2 separate regions of the Sus scrofa genome follow, and region 1 is linked to region 2. Evidence: chromatin contacts called from public promoter capture Hi-C data. All regions are on one chromosome and are shown on one strand. The core of a region is the stretch at or near the end of the contact, and the rest is flanking DNA. Distances in the headings are between cores, read along the strand shown.

Evidence for each region. Promoter capture Hi-C pulls out the DNA fragments that hold promoters and counts their contacts.
Region 1: a contact with region 2 is called in a promoter capture Hi-C map of fetal liver, with 5 times the contacts expected there. The contact joins the promoter of HMGB2 here to the promoter of PINX1 in region 2. A contact is called at or near these places in 1 of 5 promoter capture datasets (fetal liver) and 4 of 47 Hi-C or Micro-C datasets (mesenteric adipose tissue, omental adipose tissue, retroperitoneal adipose tissue and 1 more).

The regions. Positions count from the first base shown.
Region 1 is chr14:16,708,769-16,711,468 of Sscrofa11.1, reverse strand. It overlaps HMGB2 (high mobility group box 2), which reads right to left and starts at 1,418. Exons shown (of 5, transcript NM_214063.1): 1 at 1,307-1,418; 2 at 802-982; 3 at 547-692; 4 at 293-467. The coding sequence starts at 951. LOC106507243 (a long non-coding RNA gene) reads left to right here and starts at 2,040. Exons shown (of 4, transcript XR_001303102.2): 1 at 2,040-2,606.
Region 2 is chr14:14,039,787-14,042,564 of Sscrofa11.1, reverse strand. It overlaps PINX1 (PIN2/TERF1-interacting telomerase inhibitor 1), which reads left to right and starts at 1,255. Exons shown (of 7, transcript XM_021072652.1): 1 at 1,255-1,748. The coding sequence starts at 1,727.

The sequences.
Region 1 (2,700 bases), core at 169-2,668, 2.7 Mb before region 2:
TCCACATAAAACAATACTTTTGTTTGGTCCTCCACACTCTTAACTACATACCTATACTACAAGTGGAGTCTTGAATGCAGCAATCTACCAGTGCTACAAACATTGGTTTCAGTCCAAAAAGAAAGGTTTCAGTTAGTTTATGCTGCTTAAGCATACAATTCTCATTAGACCTTTTCAAAACAAAGCTGATAACCAAACTATGTGTGTACAGTTTCTACCTATTTCTATCATACTCATTTAGAAAATACCTACTTTATTTCAAACTTGCCTGGAAAAAATTAAGACAACATACCTTTTCATATTTTTCCTTTAGCTTAGCTGCTTTCTGTTCATACGGTTGTTTATCTTTGGCTGACTGCTCAGACCACATTTCACCCAATTTCTTTGCAGTATCCCCAATGGATAAGCCAGGGTGTTCACTTTTGATCTTTGGGCGATGTTCAGAGCAAAACAGGAAGAAGGCAGATCTAAAAGGAAGGAACAGAGGTTTAATACACTGAATGAAAGAGCAAGGGAGTAATTCTGTCGGTTTTAAAATAAACTCACGGAGGCCTTTTGGGAGCATTGGGATCTTTTTTCTTGCCCTTCTTGTCACCCTTGGGAGGGACGTAATTTTTCATCTCCCGGTCATAGCGAGCTTTGTCACTTTTTGCCATATCTTCAAACTTGGACTTTTCCTTGGCAGACATAGTCTGTGGGCATGAAAAGGGCAGGAAAAACACACGACTATAAACACCGAAGCGAGTCACCGCCACCTGCCCGTGCACGGAGCCCGGGAGCCGGGTGGGGGCCCGCGCCCACCTTCCATCGCTCGGAGCACTTCTTGGAGAACTCGGCGAAGTTGACCGAGGAATCGGGGTGTTTCTTCTTGTGCTCCTCCCGGCAGGTCTGCACGAAGAAGGCGTACGAGGACATCTTGCCCCGCGGCTTGTTGGGGTCGCCCTTCCCCATGGTGCTGCGGCGCCGGCGACGACGCGTCCACCTGGCGGGAGAGCGCGGCCGGGCGCTGGCGGGAGGCCGGGCGGGGCAGCTTCCCGCCCAAAGGCCCCCCGCCCCTCGGCCCGGGCCGCGACGCCCCGCGAGGCCCCTCCGCCCTGACAGGAAAGCTCTGGCTTCCACGCCGCGAGCCCCATTCCCACCTGCCGCCTCGGACCCCGCGTTCAAAACACGCCCGAACGGGCGGCCGGGCTTCCCGCCTCCACAGCGCGGCCCTCCGGACCGCACCCAGATCCCGCCCGCGGGGCCAGCCCCGACAGCTGCGGCGTCCGGGCCGTCCGGGAGGGAAGGGGGACGGCCGGCCACTCACCGGGGCCCGGAGGGGTCTCTTGCCTGGTGGTAGCTTCTCCTCAGGCTCCCGCGCAGCGGCCGGGTCCGACCGCGACGCTGCCTACCTGCGGCTCCGGCGTGAACTGGTTTGTCGCTAACGCAATCCTCCGCCTCTTGTTTTGCAGACTGCTCCGCGCCACGGCAACTTGACGAGCCGGTCCGCAGGCCACGCCCCCGACGCTCCGATTGGCTCTGGGGATTATTCAAACTCCAGGAGGCCCCGCCCCCTAGCCCCGGCGGCCTCCGATTGGTCGACGTGTCGCCAGGCCCGTCCCCACGGCCGCAGCCTAGCAGGTTCGGTGGGTCGCCCGGGTCGTTAACTCCCAGACCCGTTAGAACCGGTCGGGGGAGGAATGTGCTGCCCGATCCTGATTGGCGGCCGGAAAAGGGTTTGAAAAATGGCGGGCCTGGCGCTGACTGGCTGTGGCAGGAGGCGGGGGGCGTGGTTGGCCCGCCGGGGAAGCCCCGCCAGATTTAAAAATACTGAGTCTCAAAGCGCGGGGTCTACTCTACCCAGCCGGCACCGCTCGGTTGGCTGACGCTGAGGTAGCCGGGGAGGTGCGTCCCGTCGGTCCCCCGCCCCAGAGCGGCCGCAGTCCCGGCTCCCGGAGTGGTGGTCCCTGCCCCGTCCAGAGAATAACATGGGGAGGCCGAGGAGCCTGCGCTGCGGCGGACGACCAGCCCCGCCGGCGGTCGCTGAGGCTGGGGTAGGACCGGAGGAAGACAGGTGGCGAGACCCTGGGAGGGGTGGGGGAGCCGTTCCCGCCCCCACGGGGGCCAATCGCCCGTGGAGTCCACACTTGGCCCCTCATTCCCCACTTTGTCTCGGCGTCTAGCCGGGGGTGAGCAGGGCGGGGCCGGGAGGGGTGGGAAGCATCCCCCTGGCTCCACCCCTCCATCCGGGCCGGATCCTGGGCGGTGACCCTCGGGCTGGGCTATCCCTCCCATCCCCACCCGGTTGCTGCCCCGACTCCGATCCCTGCGACATCCTCCATTCCTCGCCGCCTTAGGCCGTTTCGCTGTCCCCGCGATGGTCACTGTTTTGTCTCTGCCACGCGGTCGTTTTTAAAACCTTTTCCGTGTCGGAGATCCCTCGGAGACACCCGGGAAGGCCTTGAAAGCTGCCCGCCCTCTGAAGCATTTACGCGCCAAACTGCGGCCGCGGCGCTTCACAGACTCCTCCCCGCCCAGGTTAAGAACCTTCCTTTCTGCGTCTGGTGAGAGCGCGGCCCAGCGACCTTAACTTTTCGCTTCAAAGCTCACAAGCCGCCTTTCCCGGGGTAGGACCATGGTGACTGACATGCTATCTCTGTGTTGCATTTAGTTTTGAGGGTTATTTTTTCTGTTGGCCCGTTTGTTAAGAAACAGTTGGTT
Region 2 (2,778 bases), core at 6-2,505:
CAAAGTAAGGCCATCAGCATCCACATCCTTGGAAGTTTGTTAGAAATGCAGAATCTCTGGCCCTATCCCAGACCTGCTGAACCAGAGAAATGCATTTCAACAAGATCCCCAGGTAATTCACGCGAACATTAAAGTCTGAGAAAGCCCTGCTCTATGCGAGTCTACCATGAGCCTGAAGAATAAGATAGAACGTCTTGGAGTTCCCGTTGTGGCTTAGCGGCTAACGAACCTGATTGGCAACCATGAGGACGCGGGTTCGATCCCTGGCCTCGCTCAGTGGGCTAAGGATCTGCAGAGGCGGCGGGGCTCGGATCTGCCGTGGCTGTGGCTGTGGCTTAGGCCGGCGGCTACAGCTCCAATTGGACCTCTAGCCTGGGATCCTCCATATGCAGCGGGCGCGGCCTAAAAAGGCCAACCCCCCCCCACCCCCAAAACAACAAAGACAGAATGAGAATGTCTTACACTGAATCTTTCTAAAAGTGCACTATCTATTCCTAGCTGACAATTTAAAAATACCAATAAGATTCTGTAATTTAAAAAAAATTCAAAACTCAGTAACAGTTCGTTTTAGTAGATTATACTCATAGATACTTCACAGACTCGTGGAATTCTGGAGTTGGAACAAACCTTTTAGTAAAGCCCGCCTTGACCCAAACGCAGAGACCCAATGGGTCCGCTCCCCGCTCACCCGCTACCGCGGGAATTGGAAACTGGTCGCGTCTCACTGACGTCAGCAGTGCGCGCCCTCGCCGCTGCAGTTCGCCCGGCGTGTGAGTCCTGTGGTTCTAGGTTCTCAGTAAGTCGGACGCACCGGAGCCGAAGTCGCTCAGGTTTCGAAGCCCTTGGCGTCACAGGCTCGGCGACATGTCGATGCTGGCTGAGCGTGAGTGCTGGGCGCGGAGGGTGGACCACGGCCCATGGGTGAGGGTTCCGGATAACGCGACGGCCGGACCGTGTGGCAGGGGCGCGGGTTGCTGGCGCGCCAGTGGATCGGGAGATTCCGGGAGCCGGGGTCCCGGAAGCCCGGTTTGGCTGGCCCTGGCTGCCGAACCCAGCCCAGCCTTCCCCGAGTTAGCTATATGTCTGCTGGTGAGAGACTTTGAGGGTCCACTTGGGACGCTCGTCTTCACTCTCGGACCCGGGCACTCGCGCGGTAAATTCGAACGGGAGTCAGGACGCCGGGTGTGGGAACCCAGACTGGCTATTTCACTTCCCTAGGCCTCAGCTTCCTCTGGATAAAAGAGGCGGTTGGGCTAGTGAAATCCTGTTCTCGATGTATTGAAGCCAGAGAAAGAAAAGCAAAGGAGTTTGAAACAGCAAACACTGGAAGTTGGCGTTTTTTAGGGGAGGCAGGGCTAATGAGTGTTTTTAAGTAAGATTGTGGCAGTTTTGATGTTTTTAGTTGGAATTATGAACACTTCTTTTAGAGAAGTTTTGGCTGCAACGCCCGTCATGCCTCATTTGCCTTTGACATTTACGGTCACTTGGAGTGAAACTGGTTAATTCCCTCCATCTGGAGAGGCTTTTTAACTTCTGAATGCTACCTGTAGCTAAGGCCGCCGGCCACCAGATGGCAGTCGTGCGTTGGTCATGAAAAGCCGGCCGGTAACTTTCTTGAAAGCGAACTAGGAGCAGAAACAGCATGTTTATCAGATCAACAGCCATTGCGCAGGGGTGCCATGAAGTAAATGCTGTCGGCATCCTCTAATCTAAGAGGGTAGGGGAAATGGAAGCACAAGATGAAGTGGGTAAGGCAGCATTCAAATTTTAGAGGGGCAGAGATTGAGGTTCAGAGGAAATATAATGCAGCTTAAGTCATGGAGGTAAAAAGTGACAAAATTCATCTAGTTATATATCTTTACGTTCTTGTCACTAGAGTCAGCAATCTTCTATTTTCTTTTTTTAAATAGAGACTTACAGAAGAGAGTATGTTTTAGACTGTGACCCTACTACCTCTATTTTCTCATTTGTATATCCAGCGTGGCTAATATCTCCTGGTTTTAATGTTCTTTGGTGTAAGCTTAGTTCAGCATACACTTGGGAGCGTTGGCCCTGGCTCTGCCATTCATTTATGTCTCTTTCCATAATCAGTTTCCCTAGAGCTATTAAAAATTTCTTTGAGGAGTTCCTGTTATGGCGCAGTGGAAACAAATCGGACTAGTTTCCATGACGATGCCGGGCGGGGCGGGGGGGGGGGGTCCATCCCTGGCCTTGCTCAGTGGGTCGGGGATCCAGCATTGAGCTGTGGTGTAGATCGCAGACGCAGCTCTGATCCCGCTTTGCTGTGTAGTAGGCCGGCAGCTGTCGCTCCCATTCGACCCCTAGCTTGGGAATTTACATATGCCACGTTGTAGCCTTAAAAAAGAAAAAATGGAGTTCCCGTCGTGGCGCAGTGGTTAACGAATCTGACTGGAAACCACAAGGCTGCAGGTTCGATCCCTGGCCTTGCTCAGTGGGTAAAGGGTCCGGCGTGGGCATGAGCTGTGGTGTAGGTTGAAGACGTGGCTCGGATCCTGCGTTGCTGTGGCTCTGGCGTAGGCCGGCAGCTGCAGCTCCAATTAGACCCCTAGCCTGGGAACCTCCATATGCCGCGGGTGCGGCACTAGAAAAGGCAAAAAGACAAAAAACAAAAACAAATTTCTTTGATTATGTTCATCACTAGATTGGCTTAAAAAAATCAATGATATGGTGAAGATGAAAACAGTTAAAAGTATATAAAGTGATAACGCCGTTGTGAAGTTCCATATGTGGACATCAGTAATTCAGATTGCTTGATCT